Regions from separate parts of the Hordeum vulgare genome. Here region 2 is linked to region 1. The links are chromatin contacts, called in public Hi-C maps. All regions are on one chromosome and are shown on one strand. Each heading gives the region's core, a stretch centred on a gene start, on an enhancer-like site or on the middle of the called end of the contact. The rest is flanking DNA. Distances are from core to core; before and after follow the strand shown. Region 1 holds the start of LOC123408703 (probable protein phosphatase 2C 66). Region 2 holds the start of LOC123409854.

Region 1 (6,787 bases), core at 2,354-4,853:
CAGGTCTCTCAGCTTGGAGGAGATGAACCACCTAGTTCTCCACTTCCTCAGGTGGTTGTAGACCTAGGTCGAGGTGACCTCTTGTCCACAAAACACGAAGACTTGCTTTGCCACAAAGTTCAAGTGCACCCCCCTTGAACCCCTTGTTAATCCTCACTCCCGTAGATATGATCTCACACATCTTGTTAAGCACAAAAGTGAAGAGAAACGACGGCCATTTCATGTTGCATCCCCTGCCATCCTTCTTCTCTTTTGCGGCTGCCTTTCGAGCAACAACATGAGATACAACATTGGGCTGAGCTAGCACAAATGGAGGAACCATAGGCGGCACCTCAAAAACCTCTGAATCAAGAGGCACCTGATCTATGTTAGCCTAGGAGTTCTCGACGTAGGACGCCAGGAATTGTCTCTTGGACGACACGATGGCTAGACTAAATTCTTGTGTGCTCATGTCCTACAAACGTAAGGGTCATCAACAGCACAACAGATTACACATCGGCAATATGTACTACCTATAAACATGGACAACACACTACAAATCGATGGTATGAACTAACAGTAAAACATACTACCAATCCATCCAAGCATATTACCAACCCATCCATGAACATTCAAGCATACTACCAATCTATCCATGAACATCCAAGCATACTACCAATCTATCCATGAACATCCAAACATACTACCAATCCATCCATGAACATCCAAGCAAGCAATCACGGAAACAACCTCTAGCATGCTTTAAATCCATCTCAACTAGCTACTGCCACATCACGGTCGAACATATCACAGGATCTAACCCCGCCACATCGTCAGATCTAGCTAGAACTAGTAGAGGGGATGGGGTCATTGAACTTACAAACGTCATCGGAGGAGCCATAGTGGACGTGCGGCACGAAGGAGAAGAAGAGAACTCGATCCGCCGTCGTAGCCAACCGCTCGCTAGAGTAGTCGCAACGCTTACCTCGTCGTCGAGGCGGATCCAGGCTGGAGTGAAAGCTCGAGAGGGATGGGGAGGGAATGATGGCGGGAGTTTTAGCGCGCCGGCCACCCTCGCTATATAGAGCTACCGCGAATCGGCGAGCGGTGACGCGAATTCGTCTCGCCGCTTTTTTAGAGACGCGCCATCGCTCCCGTCATCTTACTGCCCACAGGTGCGCAGCGCGACGTTTCCCTCCCCTGCATCATTTCAGCCCGGCTCGTTGAAGACTGTCGATTCGCTGTTCCTAACGGACCTGACTGAAGGCTGTTTTAAGATTCATGCGGCCCAATATGCGAGCCACGCAACCAGATGGCTGATTTATTCCGGTGGATCTGGTTGAAGGTAATGCAGGTAACAAACGCGTCCAAAGCCAATGTGTTTTGCCTCCAAGCTCCAACTACCTTCTCCTCTCATCTCTTCTTCTAACCGCACATCCGCCGTTCGGTTACTAGTTAAGCTCTGTGAGGACGGGAGTATCTTCTTCTATCTTTCTTGGCCAACAATAACATACTATTCTCTGATTTCTGTACGGTTGATTGCTGCTACCACTATTATACTGCTCGAGCTGCGAAGAGTATAGTAGATGCTATATTAAAACTCATCACTAGTGGTGCATTGACAACTCAACCCACCAATCAATACTTAATTCCTCTACTTGACCGTCCAGGTCTGAAAGCTTATCTGAACGTTGGACGCGCCCCCAGGCTTCCTTCCACGCATCGCTTTTCTGACCAAGATTAGTAGTACCATCACTTTGCTGCTGCCCCCATTGACTTGGCTTCGGTTCAACCTCTCCATCAGGAGAGCAAATACAATTAAAAGATACAAATAGTTGTCTTCACATAAAATAGAGAAAGGAGCCGTCGGTATACCCATGGATATACAGTACACAGCAGTGTCGCTGTCAACCCAACTGTGGTTGCCAATTTGCCATAGCATCACTGTGCATGTAAGCAAAAGCTCAGCGACAGAGACACTCAGGCCGACCCAATTCCCCGCTAACGATGACAGAGAGCAGCCTAATCTCCTCTTCCAGTGCAGACAAAAAGGCTCATGCCAAAAGACAAGTCCCTATGTGCATAGTTGTGGGGAAGATCACAATCTAGAAACCCAAGAAAAGACATGCCAAAACCAAAAGGTCGGCCTCTCCTTGATGAAAAATGAAAAGCGCCTCTCTTTTCCTTTGGAAGGGACTGACCGAAAAAGAAGTCTGAAACGACGACCAGATTTCACTGATGCTTGCTATCTCCGGTAGTCAGCGGCTCAATGTAACCACTCAAAAAGAAAATCAATGAATTGACCAGGAGATGGAAATCTGTACCGCTTCTTCTTCTTCTGATCCGGCAAGAGCACACATCGCTGATCTGCGGAAGGGACACCCGGACACGTATATCATGTGGGGTGTTGGAAGCAAGCGCTGTCAAATGGATCTGCTTAATATAAACTGTTTGTTTATATGGCACATCGATTTTTAAGATTCTTTTGGCCCTTGCAAATACAAAACATATGCGCTTTTTGTACCGTTGTGCCCATCAATGTGCTGGGAAGACAGACCCACATGCTTGCTTCTTGTTGTGCCCTTGGCCCTTGCTTCGATCCATAGTGTGTGCCAATACCGGCAACAGTACTTGGATTTGCTCTTCCTTACCATGGTGTCAATGCTATCAGTACTTGGATTTGCTCTTCACAGTTTTCTCTTCTTCATTTACCATCATGTACATCCAATTCCAACTTGGGGTTATCTTCCTTTTCGAAAAATATATCCAATTCCAACTTGAAAAAATGAAACTCCATGGGCACTAGCACCCATGGTTTTATTGATATAGAAGAAGCATCCCTCATGAGAAACCAGAAATTCGTCCCCGACGTGGATCGAACCCTGGTTGCTGGAGACGCCACTGCGCTCCCTTGCCACTAGGCTACAGCCTAGTTCTCATCCAATTCCAACTTGGAAACCTACATTTTCTACATCCTCAGTTTCTTAACAAGTTTTTGTTTTGGCGAGGTTATTCCTATAGCTTCACACGACTTCTATAATGTGGGTTGAGTTGACAATTCGATGAAGTCGAAGTAGTTTGTTCGGAGTTTAGGGATGGTGACGATGCCTTTCAGGGACAGAGTGATGAACAAGCCTCGGCGAGGCCCTCTTTGAAGTGGTGTTTGGGGGTATGTTATGTGTGCGCTCAACAATTATGATGGTTTTTCGTTCTTTTTTTATAATTAATTGAATAGTCCGGCTTTTGCTCGACTTTTTTCTAATTATTTTTTAATGGATGCAAAAATTATGTAATTTCCGAAAAATTATCACACAAAACCAGCCCAATAATTTTCATTGACATACATATCATTAAACAAAAAATATATATTCATTGACACAGAGACACATCACTATAGGTGCCTAGAAGAAATATTTAAGATAACTTGGAGATGATTTTATCTTGGGAGTAAAATTTTCCCCATCCTAGGATTCCTTCACCCAAAAGGTGCAACACCATGGCTCCTACATGCTAAACATAATCACTTGTACTACTCCCAACCTAACCCCACCCATAAAAAAACAACATTGTTAACCTTTTTTTTAGCCCTAATCTCCAAGCAGTAACAAGGCCACACAAACCAAATGATGCAAAAAGGGAAGCTCGAGCCTACAAGACGAGGAAACATCAGGCATCAAAACCCTACAACCACCAGAGCATTAGCGCCGCGCCGCGCCGCGCAGCAGTTACTGCCGCACCCGACCCTGTGCTCCGCCGTGTTGCCCCGCTCCCATTGGCCGCCATGGGCTCCTGCCTCTCCACCCAGCCCGGCGACGAGCCGGCGTGGCCGCTGCGGTGGCGCAAGAGGCCCCGGGGCGAGCATGAGGGCGCGGCCGCCGGCGGCGCCTTCTTCTCCGGCGGCGGAGGCGGCAAGAAGCTCCCCGGCGAGGGGGAGATGACCGAGGAGGAGCTCGCGCGGGTTGCCGGGAGGACGTGCGCCAACGGAGCGAGCGCCGCGGCGTGCCTCCACACGCAGCAGGGGCGGAAGGGCACCAACCAGGACGCCATGGTCGTTTGGGAGGTAAGCTGCCAGCGCCTAGCAACCGCCTTTCCCCCCCTTGCTTGGTGGTTTGTTCCGGTGGGTTCGGAGTCCCGATCGGCGGCGGCGGCGCTCGGTCCAGGGGCGTATTCTTGGTTCAAAGCGCCGCCTCTCTAAGTCAACTGCTCGCGTTTACTCTCCTTCGGAAGTCTTCCTTGAACGCTTCGTGCCAATCACTTGGTTTGCGCCTGGATTGCTGGTCGATTTGGATTTCAATGTTGTTTGAATCAAGGGGAGATGCGTCTTCATCCAGTGGAGTCTTTGGTTCGAAAATGAGAGGGATTTTGCTTCAGAATAGTTATCAGTTTGGATTTCCAGTGGGGTCGGAGTTGGGGCATTTCTTAATCTGGTTTCAAATGCTAGGACTCGGCTTTATAGATTGTTTGGGCATCAATAAGAGAAGTAGTTTGCTAAAAAAAAATCTATGTGCTCTTAACGGTTTCACCAAAGTGTTCTCCGGTAGATGGGACATGAACTAGCTGTGATATTGAATCACTGTTCTTGCCTTTGGCTTGATTCGAGACTTTGTGCATGGTGCAAGCAAGATCCTTGGCAGATGTTTGTACCTTTCTTTGTTTTGTTCTCTTCCTCGATGTAAAGAATGCTATGTTCTTGTTCCTTTCTTAACATGGATGTGATTGGGGGGGCCAAGTGACTGGCTGTGGCGATTGATAGCTGGCTTGCTCTATCTAGGGTCCATCCCCTTCAATTAGCCAGTTCAGCTTAAGTACTCCCCTTTCTTTAAGCAGTAGGCTGTGATAACAACTGGAGTTCAACACCCCTCAATTTTTTTATTAATTCCTCAGAAAAGATTATTGTTCCTAAAAAAAAATGGAGTTCAACTGAAGAGAAGTGCAATATGGATTGTTATTTTTCATTTCTTGAGAACTAGTAGTAGCTAAAATGCATGTAAGTATCTAAGAATCATTTGTAAGATGCATGAAGGGTCATACTTAAGATGACAGCAAAGAGAGTTTATGCCTGTAGATTCTCAGAATAGTGCTTTTGATTGCTAATATTCAAAGCAAAAAGGTACCACCTCCTTTATTGGAGCGGGGGGGTACTTCCTTGACAAATTTTTAGTGTTTCTGTTGGAATTGAATTGAATCAGCCTTTTCTTTTTGTAGAGAAATTGAATCCGCCTTTAGTTGTATCGACCGCTTTTTATTCCTTGTCCTTGACAGTCTTTTCTCATATCCATCCTTTCTTTGAGATGTACTTCTAAGTTATACTGACAGCTACATTTTTATCGTGTTTCCATATTTCACTGTGAGTAATAGAACTTTCTTAATGTAGTAATATCTCAGAAATTACAGATCTTCATTCCAGTGGTTACGAAACAAGCCTACTGAATTTATTTAGTCACATGGTATAATGCTCCATGAGTTAACCTCGACTAGCTACGGAGTTTTGCCCTGGTTTCTTAGGTACTATTTGAAGTATTATTATCTGATTCCGTTAGTGGGTAAATTTTCCTACATTTTGTCTCCTCGACATCCTTTATGCCAGTGAAGTCACTCGCTCGCTCTACCATATTCTTAATATTTCTTGGTGAAAATATGAGCATAAAAGACGAGTAAGATTTCATCAATACAGTTTAATGTGGCTCAGCCCCATCTCTTTGATACTTTTTGTGAAATAGTAAGGGCATGGCTGCATTTACTTGTAAGAAATAACAGTAGTCACTACTAGCTGATTAGATCACTTGATACCGAGGGAAAAGCAGACACTTATATTGCAGTAAATTGTATTACTTGACAGCTATGTGATATTCCCTTGCTTTCACTGCAGAATTTCAATTCAAGTGATAGTATCTTCTGTGGCGTGTTTGATGGCCATGGTCCATATGGTCATTTTGTCGCCAAAAAAGTTAGAGATTCTCTTCCTGTTAAGTTACTCGCACAATGGAAAACTAGTGCTAATGGGGGCACTAGTCCTCATCTAAACGGAAGCATTTCCGGAAGTTTGAACTCCGAAGAAACAACATCCGCTGTTGATGATGACTGGGGTGAGTCTGCTGATGTTGAAGGGAGTGATACACTTCCTGAGACATTCCTTCCACTTAAACAGTCTTATTTGAAGGCTTTCAAATTGATGGACAAGGAGCTCAAGATGCATCCTACGATCGATTGCTTTTGCAGTGGTAGTACGGCAGTCACATTGGTAAAACAGGTGATTGATACTTCTAGACATGCCTTATTATTCGTATATAAATTACTGGTTGAAGCTTTTTAAAACAAGTGGTGGAGTATAATTTTGATTGAATGCAAAAATAAAATAAAATTGGTGGATGAACTGGACATGGCTTATTCTCCAGGGATGGGATCTTGTAGTTGGAAATCTTGGGGACTCGAGAGCAGTAATGGCGACACGGGATGCCGCCAACAATCTAACAGCTGTACAACTCACTGTTGATTTGAAGCCTAACCTTCCTAGTATGTTCATTTCTCTCCCTTAGTATTTCAAAAAAAAAAATCAGTATTTTTGTGTGGTTATGTTCTCTTCCCATTTCCCCCATAAATGCCTTGATCGAACTATCATTGATTCATTTCATGTTGTGGCTATTGCTACTTCTCCAGATTGATCACTTTCTTTTGTTCTTTGAATAATCATTCTTCATTTCTTTTTCTACAGAGGAAGCTGAGAGGATCCAGCAATGCAGAGGAAGGGTTTTTGCTCTTCAAGATGAGCCAGAAGTTTCAAGGGTATGGTTGCCGAATAATGATTCTC
Region 2 (6,510 bases), core at 3,210-5,709, 730 kb before region 1:
AACATGAAGGAAAGCCTAACTTAGCTTTGTTTTCACCTCTAGTGTTGGAGGTGAGAACTCAATTTAGTGCTTCCCGATGCCTTCCATTCCTATTGTTCTCAAGCACTCCTTCCTCTTTCCTTTTTGACTTGCTTGGTTGTTTTAGCATAGAAACTAGGTACATGTGTGCATATATTCAATATGTGTCAAACAACAGCGGAGTTTGGTGGGGGCCAACCTGGGCCATGGCCCCCCAGCTCAAAAAAAAAAAGTTAAGGCTATATACATTTGTATTAGACTTATTTTTCATTAAAATCAATTGAAGATAATTATGTTTGCCCCTCCTCAAGTCCATTGCCCCTCCATGTTTTCGTCTCAAGCTCCGCCGCTGGTGTCAAATGCGAGCTAGGAAGAGTAACATAGAGAGGGCATAAGGGCAGTGAGAATAAGAACATAAAGGAAAGACTACCTTATCGGTTCTTCACCTCATGTTTAGGTGGAGCTTTTCGATGCCTCCCATGCCTCCCATGCCTATTGTTCTTCCTTGTATAGTTGGATTGCATTTTTTGGTGTTTGTTTTTGTTTGGCATGCCTTAATCTATTGGTAAGGTAATATAAGATGGTGGCTTAATAGTCTAACTTGTTTATACTCCCTCCGTCCTAAAATAAGTGTCTTAACCTTAGTATAACTTTATACTAAAGTTAATAGAAAGCTGAGACACTTATTTTGAGACAAATGAAGTACTCCCTCCGTCCCAAAATAAGTGTCACAACTTTTATACTAAGTTAGTGCAAATTTAGTACTAAAGCAGTGACACTTATTTTGGGATGGAGGGAGTACTTTATTATCCTCTCCGATTGATGCTAGAGATTACACGAATCTCAAATTTCAAATTTCAAATTTTGAATGAACGAGTGACGAATCTGAGAAAATTCAATACTCACTTCGACCCATATTACTCCGTATCTAGTAATATGCAGCGAAGGGAGTAATACATAGGTATCAGTGAAGTATATAACACACTTAGTAAAGTATATAACACACTTGTCAACGATTGTTTGTCACGTAGAAACTGCGCTGCTAGTTTTCATTTTCCGTCAAGTTGAGTACCATTCCATTTCATATAAGAGAAGTGTTCATATAAATAGCTAAAATATGAGTACTCTTGAGTACCATTCCATTTCATATAAATGGTTAACATATACTCCCTCCGCCAAATTAGTTGACCTAGATTTGTCTAGATCTAACACTAAAATATGTCTAGATATATCCGTATATAGACAAGTCTGAGACAACTAGTTGACGGAGGTAATACTCTCCCCGTCATAGTGCTAGATACATATATTTGAGCAACAAGCAATTCCAGACAGAGGTAGTATTAGAGACTGTGTTGACTGAACGGAATGAAAGTTGAGAATAGAGATAATACTACATCAGAATTCAGAAGTAGATAAATATAACAGAGAAAACTGGAGCCTATAAGAATGTACTCCTTCTGTCCTGAATTAGTTGTCTTAGATTTGTCTAGATACAAATGTACCTAGATACGTTAGTAATTTCGGACCAAGGTAATATATAATTGCAGCAAAGTGTCCTTGGAAAATAATTAGGTGTGAGACTCGACTGCTTTGCATATTTGATCTAACAGGATTGCTATCTACTTGTCCTATTGAGCAACTGCATGATACCATAACAAAGGGAGGCTTCAGCCTATTCGACTTCGCAGCAGGAAGCAAAACATTACCCTTATTTACCATGTTAGCTAGATGCTAAGCCAACTCCCATCTCTATAATCAGATATCCTTGTTTGTTGCTTGCAAACTTCAAAGTTTGATGCCCTTCGCCTTTACATTTGCCATGCTAGCCAGCCCACTCGCTGTCTCTGAACCCACCATGGTCGGCGTCTCAACAGGATCCATGAGGTCAACCCCCCTGTGCGGCTTCCTCCTTGTGTATGTGTAAGGGAACCTATGTCCTTCAACTCTTCTAGCAGGGTTCATCAAAGGAGGTGCCTTCGTCTTCAGTCCATCATGATGCTGTATGTGCATGGTTTCAGACTTCATCGGGAAGTTATAAGGTGGGTTTGCACTTGCACCAAGGGTCAGCATCTCAGAAATAATGTCAGGATTTCCTGGGTTGGGGACTTTCGTCAATCCGTTCATTTCATTGCCAATGGCGGTTCTCATATACAGACCAGGAGAACTTTCAGGAACCATGGCACCCAGCCGGCCAAAGTTCTTCAAAAGGTTCTTCTCATGGAAAGATTCTCTTGTGTCGTTTCCTTCATCTGAATATACTGTGATAGGTTTAGCTGCTGACTGATACCCACTTAACGCTGCAGAATGGTTGCCTGTTTTGAGATCCTCTAAAACAGCATGCTGGACTCCAAATGGACCTTTGACCAAGATAGGGTAAGTTTCTAGTGCACCCTCTGACTGCCAGGCTTTTGAGCTTGAACTGCCTAAACAACTTCTCCTTGTGTTTATGTATAAAGGATAAGATGAATTCACAGCAAAATTATGTACATGCTGTGAAAAAGGATAAGGAGAAAAGGTGGAGACCTGCACTCCCAGCTGCGTGAGTGGGATCAGTCCTGGTGTATGATGTATTCCTGCATTGCCATCAGCAATGGAATCACTGTCGGCATTTGTTTTAAGCACAACTTTTGGTGTTTTGCTACATTTTTTACCAGACTTATCTTGAAGGTGAAAAATGTGACTATTTGATGAGCTAATTTCCACTGGTTTTCCTCCATGGACTATCTCCTTGTATTCGGCTGACCAATTGGTACTTGATGTCCCTTCCATAAGTTTAGCTCGCTTCAATGGTGCAAAACTGGCAGCTTGAGCCTCACCAATATTTGATAGTCTCAAAGGAGAACTGTTTGGATCTGCAATTGTGAGAAGCTTCTCTTGCATCCAGTTGTGCCAAATGTGAATCTTCTCCTTGAGACTAGTATCCGCAACACTTCTTCTCCACAGCTTGTCCATGCATGCAAACTTCCAAACAATGCCATCATGATACAACTTCAGAAAATGATAATACCTTCGTCTCTGAAAGTTCATCAGTAATTCTCTTGCCCGAGAAACTTCTGGAGAATAAAATCCACCGTTCAATCTGTCAAAAAAACCTCTAAGTGGACTCCCAAAGAACATAGCACTGCCACTGAAGAGCTCAGTCATTGTTGTAAACAAGTCATGTTGGTCCATGTCCGGGAGGTACGCTGCTAGACGGAATCTATCGTCTTCCGTTAGACATGAGTTCCACGTCTCCAGAGACAGTAAGTCCTTTAACTCAGGCAGATCATAAAGCCCATAAGGCACATTGCACAGCTTGCCTCCATATATTGCAAGCTCACAATCGACCTCCGCATGTTCGCACTCATCAGTAGATTCACGACTAGGAAAGCTCTCAAGGAGTAATCTCTCCTCTTGCGTAAGGTCCTCATTTTCACGGCTGTAACCACTCTTCGCTATAGGCACACCACTTGCAACCTTCACAATGCCCATTGATGAAGAAGAGGCCCAATATGTCAATCAGTATCAGAGACAATCACAGAAGAGAGTCCACGGTGATTTCAGCACAATACCACACTATCCAGTAGAAGACCCCTCTGAAAAAAAAGGAGCAAACAAGCACATATCAGCAAGATAGCACCCAAGATTAACCAATAGTTCAACTTGGAAAACACTGTTCATGAGTTGGCATACAGAAAATGATGCATGCTGAACTAAAACCACTGAAATATAAAAGCCTGCATTACTGTATTGTATATGCCAGAAGTATGAACAACACAACATATTGGATAAATCATTCCTTCTAGCCCTTCTCTTGCAGACAGTAAAACGTATCACATCTTCTCTAACATTTTTGTTTCTGTTGGCCTAACTTATACAGTGACATCTTCTCTAACATTTTTGTTTCTGTTGGCCTAACTTATACAGTCACATAGACAGTAGACAAATCCCATCAGCGAAAAATCTAAAAAAAAAACGACCTAAAATTCGGACCTCCTAAAACCGGATCGCACATTACACGAACTGAAGCACAAACTGAAGCCCCGAGACACGCATGCACCGCATGCGATTCCGGGAAGCACAAGCGCCCCCACACGGCCACCACGAAGTCACACGCACAATTTAGCAATAATCGAAGCAAACAAGCCACCAACCTGCCCACCGTGCGATCCCCCCGCCGATCCTCCCCGCAAATCCGAGCGAGCTACGTGCCCACACCCAGCGAACCGGGCCCGGTCGGATCGGCCGCCCCACCGCGCGGAATCGCGGCAGGAGACGGCGAACTGGCCGGCGAAGCGGGGGATCGAGGGGGTGACGCTGCGCCGAGGGAGAGGAGGCGGCGGAGGAGAGGGGAGGGGAAAGGCGAGTGGAGGAGCCTCCAGGGCTGGGGGCGAGATGGACTGGTGTTGATGGCGCAGTCTGTGCCGCGGTACTGTTTCCGCCGCGCTGGTGCTTTGCCCCCATTTTGTGTCATGTGGAAATAGGAGCGACGTTTACTGCTGTCACCAGCAACAACTGCTTTCCTTCACTGTTTCCCTGGTTTTCCGCTTCTTTATTTTATGAAAAGGGGGCTGATAGGCGCGGACGCGCCGGCCCTAAATTTGGGCCGATCGTTGCGCAGCTGTGCGATCCAGCGAGTAAAATGCATTGGACCTGTTTTAATACTCTAACTTGGTTAGAGGTTAGATTTTACCTCTAGACTAACACTGAACTAACTCTAATCAAAAAGGTAATTGGATGAAAGGGTTAGATTGTTAATAAATGCATTTTTTCAATCATTTGGCTCATTCATCTAAAATTTTGTGTGGCGGAGGGAGAGAGAAAAGTAACTTTTTCTGGACCTCATCTAACTCTAACCCAAAAAAGCACCTCTTGGGTGGGTTAGATTTTTTGGATGGGTTAGATCCATCTAACCAACTCTAACCCACCTGTTTGGATTTTTGAGAGTTAGATGAGTTCAATCTAACCAACTCTAACTCTAACCCTAGCATCCAAACAGGGTCATTGCCCCCAAACTTGTTGGCTAGGTCCAAAACGGTCCTCAAACTCAGAAAATGTATCAGTACAATTCCAGTACTTGTTAATATGTGTCAATACGGTCCTCAAACTTGTTATGCCAGTCCTGACATATGGTCACACATACTATTCACGTATACTACTACTACGTACCGAGCGTGACACGTCAACATTTATTAAGGTCCCACCTGTTGGCGCGAGAAAGATTAAGAGAGTGCAAAGTGTGGAAGGAAATCATGATGGTTCTTGTTCAAATAAAGGTGCAGTCTTTATTATCTATGCTTTCAATCTAAGTCCTTCATCACCGGCGAGCGTCAACGGACCGGCGTCATCCTAAATATTCTTTGCCACCAGCGAGACAGTGAAACAACACATGCAGCAACCGACATCGGCGTTGTCTTCCGTATCTTCGGTTTGTAGCAAGTCCTCACCACGAATGCATGAAGTATATTAGTAGCACGTTCTAGTGCTCCACCGCTTATTGAAGAACGACGTTGAGGCGACGACCGCTTGATCGAAATCACATGTTATACGAACGAAAATGTAGTACCATGTACTCCTTTCGTTTTTAAATATAAGTCTTTTAAGAGATTTCATTGAAAATTAAAAAATAAAGTAAAATAAGTAAATCTATACTCTAAATTATGTCTATATACATCCGTATGTAGTTCATAATGAAATCTCTTAAAAGACTTATATTTAAGAATTGAGGGAATACTTCATAGTGTACTTTTCTGTTATACTCCATACTATTTTTTTAGATATACTCCATACTGCTTTTTATAGATACCGAAAAAGGCTTTTGTCTAGCTTTATAAATAAAGAAAATCGCCAGATCACAACATATGATACACGTTCAGCACACACACACGCACACACATAAATATCACAAAACACCACCAAAGGGTTTTGGTGAGGGCACAACTCAACAAGCCTCAAGAAACAAACACACCCACACCCAAACCCAATAACGGTGTCGTGAAAGCAACTCCAGAGGAATTGAGGAGTGCGCAAGTGAAGAAGATGTGATTGGAGTCCTCCACCACGTCGCACTGAGGAAAGATCCCATCTCCAGGGCCATTGCGTTTGAGCACCTCCACCCCAGAGGCGTACCCGGCCCCGGATCCATTGCCACAAGAAGATTCTGATTTTTAGTAGTAATCTAATGCCCCACACATCAGTGAGGGCTTCCGAGGCAATCGACGGGGCGATGGCCCGCTACACCCCAGCCCTGTAGCTGGCGACCACAACGCGAGCGCGGCAAAGGCTTGGGCTTGTCGTGCGGGGTGCTACCGCGTCAAGCTCGGGGGGCCGACCGCACCAGCTGAGAGGCACTCCCACCCTGGAAGCACCGTAAGAGCCAGCGGCGGCGACGGCAACGCGAGACGACCGGGGGAGCCGCCGAAGACCGGGGCTGTAATGCCTAAGATTCTGATTTTTAGTAGTAATCTAATGCCCCACACATCAGTGAGGGCTTCTGGGGCAATCGACGGGGCA

What was found. A called contact is a pair of places that touch in the nucleus more often than the background predicts.
Region 2: a contact with region 1 is called in a Hi-C map of seedling, with 4 times the contacts expected there. The contact joins the promoter of LOC123409854 here to the promoter of LOC123408703 in region 1. A contact is called at or near these places in 3 of 6 Hi-C or Micro-C datasets (leaf and seedling).

What each region holds. Positions count from the first base shown.
Region 1 is chr7H:164,748,056-164,754,842 of MorexV3_pseudomolecules_assembly, reverse strand. It overlaps LOC123408703 (probable protein phosphatase 2C 66), which reads left to right and starts at 3,603. Exons shown (of 5, transcript XM_045101757.1): 1 at 3,603-4,039; 2 at 5,849-6,229; 3 at 6,375-6,492; 4 at 6,692-6,787. The coding sequence starts at 3,761.
Region 2 is chr7H:165,478,850-165,485,359 of MorexV3_pseudomolecules_assembly, reverse strand. It overlaps LOC123409854, which reads right to left and starts at 4,459. Exons shown (of 2, transcript XM_045102724.1): 1 at 4,152-4,459; 2 at 1,438-3,593. The coding sequence starts at 3,489. The coding sequence ends at 1,804.